Regions from separate parts of the Mus musculus genome. Here region 2 is linked to region 1. A link is a contact called in public HiChIP or PLAC-seq data. All regions are on one chromosome and are shown on one strand. The core of a region is the stretch at or near the end of the contact, and the rest is flanking DNA. Distances in the headings are between cores, read along the strand shown.

The links. HiChIP or PLAC-seq counts read pairs in DNA pulled down with a chosen protein or histone mark.
Region 2: a contact with region 1 is called in an H3K4me3 HiChIP or PLAC-seq map of embryonic basal ganglia, with 5 times the contacts expected there. The contact joins two enhancer-like sites. A contact is called at or near these places in 5 of 115 datasets of contacts at active chromatin or transcription factors (astrocytes, embryonic basal ganglia, embryonic forebrain and 2 more) and 1 of 9 other capture datasets (embryonic trunk).

What each region holds. Positions count from the first base shown.
Region 1 is chr3:34,690,684-34,695,210 of GRCm38.p6, forward strand. Gm34941 (a long non-coding RNA gene) reads left to right here. Exons shown (of 2, transcript XR_389667.3): 1 at 1-1,438; 2 at 1,824-2,238. Among named protein-coding and RNA genes, the nearest start is that of Gm34941, 3.6 kb to the left of the region's middle. Within about 2 kb of position 1,613, at least 64 of the 459 cell types and tissues checked have an H3K27ac peak or open chromatin away from gene starts, as enhancers often do. A contact at or near this core is called in embryonic basal ganglia and embryonic forebrain, where this site is marked.
Region 2 is chr3:35,086,895-35,091,532 of GRCm38.p6, forward strand. No RefSeq gene overlaps it. Among named protein-coding and RNA genes, the nearest start is that of Gm35255, 140 kb to the left of the region's middle. Within about 2 kb of position 1,662, at least 64 of the 459 cell types and tissues checked have an H3K27ac peak or open chromatin away from gene starts, as enhancers often do. A contact at or near this core is called in embryonic basal ganglia and embryonic forebrain, where this site is marked.

The DNA of each region.
Region 1 (4,527 bases), core at 363-2,862:
TGTCTTGTTTTGGTTTTGTTTCTTGGTTGTTGTTTTTTCTCTCTCTCTTTTTCTAGAGAATTTCAACAATAAAAAACTCATAGTAGTCTGGAGGTGTTATTTTGGCTTTGTTGGTGGTGGTTTTTTTTAAGGTTTTATTTTCCCCCAACTCCTAAGGATTAAGGATTAAGAATTAAGAATATTAAGAATTCTATGACCTGCTGCAATCTTGGAGTAGGACAATACCTTCATGGCTCAAATATGTCAAACAGCAGACGATACCTATTTGTCAACGTATATGGCCAAAACAAGGTATGTGGCATGATGATAGAGCCAGAAACCCGTCCCCAGATAAGGAAACAGAGACCCTGGCACACTGAGCTGAACAGCAGTGAGGGCAAGCAGAACTGGAAGCCAGCTGCCACCCGTGCTAGAGGAACAGGTTGGAAAAACGAAAGTTCACCAAAATCACAAATGTCTGAGGCTTGACATATGGCTCGGTTGATAGGGTTCTTGCCTAAAATTCTCAAGGCCCATGTTGGATCCCAAATGCTACTCCGAACCAGGCCAAAGTAGGTTGTGGTAAACACCTGCAGTCCCAGCATTTGGGAGGTAGAGGCAAAAGGATCGATGACTTCAGCCCCAGAGAGAGCAGAAGGCCAATAACGCCACTTTAACAAACAAAGAAAGAGTTAGAAATATTAAAATAGCATCACATTAAGATAATCAGGAGTTTGCCTTTTGATTGGGTCATGTGGTTTTACTTAAAAGTTAAAGCATACAGGTACACACTGGATGGTGTTCGCCTGTCTTCGGGCTGACTTGAACCGTAAAACTTTCAGAAACCCAGAACATCAGTAGAACTTTCCTGGTCAAAATGCTCAGAGGAGCCCACCATGGCCTCAATGGGCCGGGCGGTCCTTCCTTGCTTTGGATAAGGCTTTCGAGATAGGGTCGAATTCGGTCCTGCTCTTCCCCCTAACACATCCGCCCTTGCTTTCTTTGACCTGCAGAGCCCTGTGGGACATAAACGCTATTATATAACGGCCCCTCCCATCGTGCTTTCACTGGCCTTTGATAGGACTTAAAAGGTGATTACATAGCTTCATTTATTTCTTTGAATACTCAAGTTTCATGGTCATTAAAGTAATCACAGACTCATCTCGGTCCCCATGTGAGGGCAATGCGGCAGTCTCTTCTTTAACCAGGATATCTCTCTCTCTCTCTCTCTCTCTCTCTCTCTCTCTCTCTCTCTCCACCCCCCTTTGGTCATCACCTCTCCCCTGCTCGATAGTCCCCTTCCCCCTTCAAACCTACCATAAAAGACTACAATAATTTAAATTTTGTCAACGAATCATGACATTTATTCAACTGGTCTCCAAACCACGAGAAGCTGGGTCTTGCACTGTTGAGAGCAAGCAATAGCAAAGAGCAGCTCAGCAAGGAAAGGGTTAATCGGGTGAGTAAAGGCTATTTTTAAATCTGGCCCCTGTCTGCCAGGCTTGAAAATCTACCCGGTACTGTAGAAATCCTAAATTGCACTGCCCTGCACCCCACTGAAAGTCTTCAGTGCGCTGTAAGACCTCCTCAGCATGGGGAAGATTGGGGGTGAGCCACTGGAGGAGGGGCGCAGTCTCGGCCTTTGTGCTGCAGGCCAGTCACGGAGGTCCTGCGGAGAAGGCGCACAGAAACCCTCGAGGCCCGCAGGAGCAGCCCCGCACAAAAGCGCGTTACATGCTTGCAAATCGCCCCACCGCTGTTATTTTATTTACTGTGGCCTGCGGGACAATTGTTTTCTCTTTGCAAAAATTTTCAGCCTCACGGGCTTTTCTCCTCCTCTGCAGCCATGGTCACTTGTACCACGAGGCCACATAGAGAAGTCCGTCGTCCTTACCGCCCCCCCCCCTCCCCATCTTCCTCAAGGAAGAGGAAAGATCCTGCCTGGGCAGGAGGCCACGGGAGGATGCGATCGATGAGTGCCCGCGTTTTGCTTTTTCTTCCAGGGAGACAAGATTGGAGAGCTGTGTGTTCCAAATAACAACTATCAGTCTCGTCTGGTCTACGTTGTTCTGGCTTTATTTGATTACTTTTGTTAGAGATGATGCCCATACTTTTCCTTGGGAACTTATTTACTGGGATGAGAAAAGGGAAAAAAAGGTCACATAAACTTCATCTGAATCAATTTTGCATCTGTAAATCCCAGTGATTTTTTTTTCCCAATTCTAAAATCGATATAAATGTCATATCATGATGGCTAGACATATGTTGTGAGTTTGACGTTTCTTTGCTTGGAAGGTTTGGAGGAAAAGAAGCTACCAAACCTAGTTATTTTTAAAACTCAAAATGGGTGAGGAATTGGGAACGGCCTGCTTGGTGGGTAGGAGCTTGCCACAGAAGCCTAGGGGCCTGAGTTCGATCCTGGGAACACATGTGGTAGAAGAGACCCAACTTCACAGTCATTCTCTGATGTCCTCCACAAAGGATCCATGACATGTATACACACACACACGCACACACTCGCACACACACACAAAATAATAATACATAAAATTTTAAAAATAAAACATCTCTGGGTGCAAGTTCTTTTTGTTACTCTCGTGTGAGGGCTTTTGCTGCAGCTTGCTTTTAAGACTCTCACAAGATAGCCTTGACTGGCCTGGAAAACACAGATTCACTTCCCTCTGCCTGCCTCTGGAGTTATGGGATTATAGGCATGCACCAATATGTCCCCACCAGTCTGCGGGTTTTGTTTGGTTTTGTGGTGTGTGTGTGTGTGTGTGTGTGTGTGTGTGTGTGTGTGTGTGTGCTTGCTCTAGATGTTCTCCACAGCTACAGCTTTCAGGACACTGATATGTCATATATCTCAAGTGTATACACACTTATGTACCTAGTAGGAGTCCCGAGTCTAATCTCATGGCTAGAGGGCAAAGGTTGCTTGTCCTATCCTTTGATGGATAATGCTTATTTGCTCCTTGCTGCCTAATAAAACAGTATGAAACTTGATTGCCTGAAACAGCTGTCATCCTTTCACTTCTCATGGAGCTGTGGTTCAGTTACCTGAGCATCCTCTGGCCCCAGTGGAATCACTAAGCCGTGTTATCTGTAATCCACCCGTTCTCAGCCTTCAGAGCGGTTCCTCACACAGTGCACAGGGAGACGTTGGTAATGGTTGGAGGCGATCAGTAAGTCATGCTACTTGACTGGTCAAACAGAAACCCATGCTTCTCCTCAAGAAATCTCCCTGCGGTTTTGGCATCCCGCAGCACGGTTGCAGGCTAGAAGTGTGTTAAGTTAAAGGGAAACGCATAGCCCTTGTAGGCTCAAACCTTGAACTGGCCAAATCCCTCTCTGTCATATTCTATTGGGCAAATCAAGTTGTGAGTTCAAACCATCCACAAGTGGAGAGGCTAAAAAGAGTGTGAGGAGTATGTCATTTTATGGCATCAATATAAAAAAGCAAAACAAAAAGCATGAGATGGTCCTAGAAGAGAGCAAGGATGATGCTCCATCATCCTCACGCCAGCATCTCTCTGAGAAGATATGGGGACAGAGTCACAGAATTGGGACTGCCTTTGTCCTTCCTGCTTGGTAAAATCTTGCTTGGGAAATGTACAAAGTTCTTTTTATTTCTTTCTTTTTTTTTTTTTTTTTTGGTTTTTCCAAGACAGGGTTTCTCTGTGTAGCCTTGGCTGTCCTGGAACTCACTCTGTAGACCAGGCTGGCCTGGAACTCAGAAACCCACCTGCCTCTGCCTCCCAAGTGCTGGGATTAAAGGTGTGCGCCACCACTGCCTGGCTCTTTTATTTCTTGAGGTTATAATTACATCCTCTATTTCCTCTCTCCAAACCCTCTCATATACTTCCTCTTGCTCTTTCAAATTGCTTTTCTTCTCATTAATTGTCATTACATACATACATACATATATGCGTGTGTCTATACACATATATTTCTATACATATACATGTACATATACATATACATATATTCCTGCTCAGACTGTACAGTATTACTCGTATGTATGTGTGTTTCAGGGCTGCACTTCGGCATTGGATAAACAGCTCATGTGCTTTTCCTTGGGGAAGACTATTCCTGCCACTCTTGCTCCTGGTTGCCTGTAGTTCTTTGTACAGGGGTGAAGCCTTGTGATCTCCTTCCAAACTCATCTTGGTCTGTCCATTCCTATCATCCTTATTCAGCTCATATTTAATCAGTCATGTCCTTTAATCTTCTCAGGTGACATTCCTAGGAGAGAGAGCCTCACAGCCGCCCCCTCCCCCACAATTCTTTGGCTTTTACAATCTTTCTGCCCAGTGTTCTGTACTATTCCCTGAGCCTTAGGGGTGTGTGTGTGTGTGTGTGTGTGTGTGTGTGTGTGTGTGTGTGTGTGTGAGAAGGGGTGAGGGTGGGGTTATAGCTGTAACCAAGTAACTGGGCCCCACGATTCTGCAGTGTGATTGGTTGGGGTTTTCTGTTATGATCTGTTGCAAAGAGTTTTCTTGATTAGGGATGAGGACTACTCTTAAGAAGCTAGATCCTGAAAAACGAATG
Region 2 (4,638 bases), core at 412-2,911, 400 kb after region 1:
GATCTGCCCGTCTGTTCACCTAAAATACAGATAATGTACGGATTAAAACTTTAGGCAGAAAGAAGAGCAGAGTTTAAACATTATCTAGAATCTTTGCTTGAGTGTCAGATTAGGACTGTACTGTACAAATCTGAATCTCACTCACCTATCAGCTATGAAGGCAGTTCACAGGAAAAAGGAGGTTTGGGCCAGTACCTGGGAATGGAAGGCAAGAGCTTTGCATACTGGTTTAATCACTGCTGAGAAGGAGACAACAGACTTCTGTCAGCCTCCTGTAAGTCCAACAGGAAGACAATAAGGTCTAAGAACCCAGCTTTCAAGTGTCCATGGAGTGGGAAGGTCACACTTCCATCAGGACACAGGATTGGCATGTGAGAGTGGGCATTGTGTGAGCAAGTCCTTAGGGATCTGTGAGAAAGGAAGCCAACAAGAATATCTGAGCTACATTCTAGAACAGACCACCACACCGTGTCTAAATGCATAGACACGAATCTACACACATGTATGAAACATGCTTCTGTGTGTCTCTCTTTAAAATAGACTATACATGACTACGTATAATAGATTGCACACAGTCTTGTGTAATAGACTATACGTACATTTATATACATGTAAGAACATACTCCCGTGTGTCTGGAATCTGTATGCAGAAGCATGACTGTTCACTGGCTCTAGTCAGTGAAGCAGCTCATTCCTTGCTATGAGTGTGTGTGTGTGTGTGTGTGTGTGTGTGTGTGTGTGTGTGTGTGGTGTGGTTTGTGTGTGGTGTGTGCCTCTTAAGGACATAGTTGCATAATATAATTTCAATGGAAACAACACTATCGGAAAACTCAAGCATCCTTCATTTTGAGTCCTTCCTTGACTGTCCCCTCTTGTGTTAGAGCTTCAACCACAAAACACAGAAGTATGTTCAACGCCTTGATTTTTTATTTTTTGGTTTTTGTTTTCTACAGTGGATCTTTTTCAATAGCATATATAGCATTTTTATTTTTCTTTAAAAAGACAAAAATGGGGAAAATTTTTCCCCTCATCTTTTTGCCAGTCGCACCATGGATGTCCACATACACATTTTAGCATAAAATGTTTCCTTATCGTGGGGGTAAACAGCACATCTCCCCCAACACCAAGATAGAGGGTTCTTCACTAACAGATAGTATGATTTAATTAGAAGCTATCAGAAGCGTGGGTGCCAGCCTGCTGTCTGTTCGATTATTTCAGTTCTCTGTAATCTGTTTGCTTATGCCTACAGCAACTTGTTGATATGGGAAGTCTCTGGGGAGAAACAGCAGAAAAAACAATGAGAGGCATCAGATTTAATAAAGTATCTAAGCAAAGTCTCAAAACGACACCCACACTATGAGGGAAAGCCAAATTTGCTTTTTCTGAGGGGAATTTGTGTTGGTCAGGGAGGGTTCCCGGAGGCTTTGTTTGGAGGCCTTGATGTGTAACCAGTGCACTATAGGCCGCCCTTCACCCTTGGCCTCCTCCTACCACCGCTCTGCCCACCCATACTGACACCGCGGGGGAAGGGTTTCAGAGCAGAAAGAATCAAAAGCTGAGGGACGGGGGAAAAAAGTGCTTTTCAGGGTCTGATGTGTGGGAATCAAATGAGAGGCCTAGCTCAAATCCGGTCGCCAAGCAACCGAAGTGCTACGCTGAGGGAATATCATTAAAGTTAGAAAGTAAGCACGGGCTCTGAATTAGTAAGCCAGGCCCAGGCTGGAGGGTGCGCCCCGACTCTCCAAAGAGGACAAGTGGGGGGCTTTGCGGAGCTAAAGGAGGAGAGGAGAGAGAGGCAGAGAGAGAACGCAGCTGATTTGTAGAGTTTTTTCATAAGAAAAGACAATGGCTGTCCAGACATAGGGTTAGTGGTGAAATATGGAAACGGCCTTGCTGCAGCTGGCTCTCTGACACAAGATTAATAAGTTGCTGTCTCCTAGCCGACCAGAACCTAGTGGGAACTATCCGGCATTTTATCTTGAATTGTGGGTAACAGCCTTATTGCAAGCTGGCCTAGTTTACTGCTCTGCTTTCTCCCCATCTCCCAAAGTGCAGCAAACATCTGTGCCTCTAATGAGGTCATCATTGAGGGTGTCCAGAGAGCTGGGCCCTGAGAACTGACCTCACCATTGCCTGAACACACATGACAAGTGCCGGGGTAGCAGGACAAATTAAATGGGGGGAGCTGGCACTCGGCTGTAAGTTAAGCTCTTAAGAAACTTTTTGCTGTGATGAGAGAGGGGGGTTAGGTTCAGATACAACAGCGCCACAAACCAGAAGGGAGCCCACAGAATTAGACATGGGCTCAGGATGGACATGACCACGCACACAAACAAGCCTCGCTTATCTGGGCCTGCCTTGGTGGAAATGGCCGTAGACCCACATGGTTTTAAAATGAAGCTCTGGTAGATTCAACCGTGTGTGTGTGTGTGTGTGTGTGTGTGTGTGTGTGTGTATACACATACACAGCATTTTCATGCCATTTACAAAGTAATTTGATCATGGGCACAGACAACAAACCAAGCTTCTCTGGAGAACCCCCGCCTCCCAAATAAAAACAACACCTCTAAACAAACATGTACCCAGAAACTCAAAGGGCCACAGCAATTTTGTTTAGTCATCTAATGTCAGAACACTGCAAGGATAGTGCTCCCTTAAAAAGAGCCCATCCTGAGGAGCCAGAAGCCAGCTTTAGAAGGAAGGGGGAACTTTAAGCTTGGAGGGAAGCTACATTGTGTCTATGATTTAATTTATAAGCATTTTAGGCAGTGTTAACCAGGGCTGGGCTGGCCACATCTGTCCAGTCAGCCCAGTCAAGTCAGAGGTGGTGTCGTTGATTCACAAGGATAAGATGTATACGAATAAAGTCCATGAAGGTAGATAAGAGCCAATAAAGTCTCAAAATACACCTAAAAATATCAATTCCCGTGAGTCAAGGGTCCGTTTGCAGACATGATTCCATACAGTGGAGCCCAGAGTGTCCTAGAGCTGTACTTTTAAAAGGAGTTCAATTCTAAAAAACAGGCATTTGGTGACAGGCTGGAATCTGTCAACTTTTGCTGTTCTGATACTACCATGTTTTCAGAGAACCATCACACAAGAGATGTGGGGGACTAGACGTGGAGAAACCTTTGCTTTCTCCAGAGCCAGTAAATGAACAAAAATCTTAACCAAATCTATAGTGTAGGCATCTTGGGAAGGAGAAGGCAGGAGCAGATGGGCTGAGCAGGAGGATGTCTTGGATACTTCTGACTGACCCTGAACATCTCCATGCTAACATCTGCCATCTGCGTTAAGCGTAAATGCCAGACATAGATGCGGGTTGATTCTGGACATGTGTTCAACATAGGCAAGTCAAGAAACCGTCTCAACAGCGATGCTAGAGAGAAGCCCAGAGTTACCCACAAAGCCGTCAGTTAAAACGCTTCACCTTCGATCGGAAGGTTGCAGCTTCAAGGTCTTGACTGTGGTAGAGAAAGAGTCATGGCAAACAAACCATTCTCTGCTTGCAAGAGTTGGGGAGCAGAGCGCTTGGGGTGCCAGGGTGATCTCATGCACTTGTTCGGTATTCATTTAGGGAGGGTTTGCCTAATGCCCACTTCAAGGCTGAACTTTAATTTTTAAATGCAAATGAAGGAAGTGTTGCGTTTAGCTTTGCCAACAGTTTTCAGCAATCTTGTTGGCCTACATTTAGCTGGGAAGCTGCTTGGGGACCAAGCTCAGGGGCTCAAACAATTGAGCAGTTGTTTGCCTGGCTCACATTCCTGAAGCAATCTAGTTCCAGCTGAACTCCTTGGGAACAGTCTGGGCTGTGTACCCCTGGGGAATCGGCCCCAATTAGCACTGACCCTTGGGGGCCTCCTTGCTGGCCCTAGGTCATTCTAAGCTCTCAAGTCTGGGTAAACCAGATTGCTTCAGGTGCCTCTGGGCTTTCCCAAGCCCCAGGATGACATCCGGGACTGTCAACAGAAATGCAGTCACACATAAAAGTCCAGCCCAGCGTAGCTCTTGCTGTTCTCTGATCCCCAAGGGAGACAGGGTGGACTTGTGCCACGACTAAGGAAGCATAGGAAAGAATATACAGAGAATCCTCAGCCTGCCTGAGCCTGGAGTGATGGAGAATACAGGCTGTGGTACCAATCCTCTCCAGTGTTGTGTGGGGTCTTTTTAAAGAGCTGGGTGACCCTGGAGAGTCATTGAACCTTACCTTCTACATTTTCTTGGGTCCTCTCATGAAGACAAAGGAACCTATCATAAGAAGGGAGTGTTCATGTATGTAACATTGCTGGCTTACAGAAAGCCCGGGATAAATGGGAGTTGATTACAGACACAATCTCCATCACATTTGACCAGGGCAGTTCTACTCCTAGAAAATAGGGTGTTTTCTGTGGTTCATGATCAGGTTAGTACTATCCCCTTTCTTAGAAAACAAACAGCCTCCAGCTTTGCTTTGGTATTTCCATCCAAACAACACTTCTAGGTACTGTGGGCTGACACAAGGAGCCTGTAACTTAGTAGCCGTAAGGACTGAAGTGGACTGACAGAACAGAGCCCCCCCCCCCTTAAGAACAATTTGAGCTTAGATGCCCCGAGTCACAGAACTGGGGCTCAGCAAAGGCAGAGACCGCCACGGCTGAG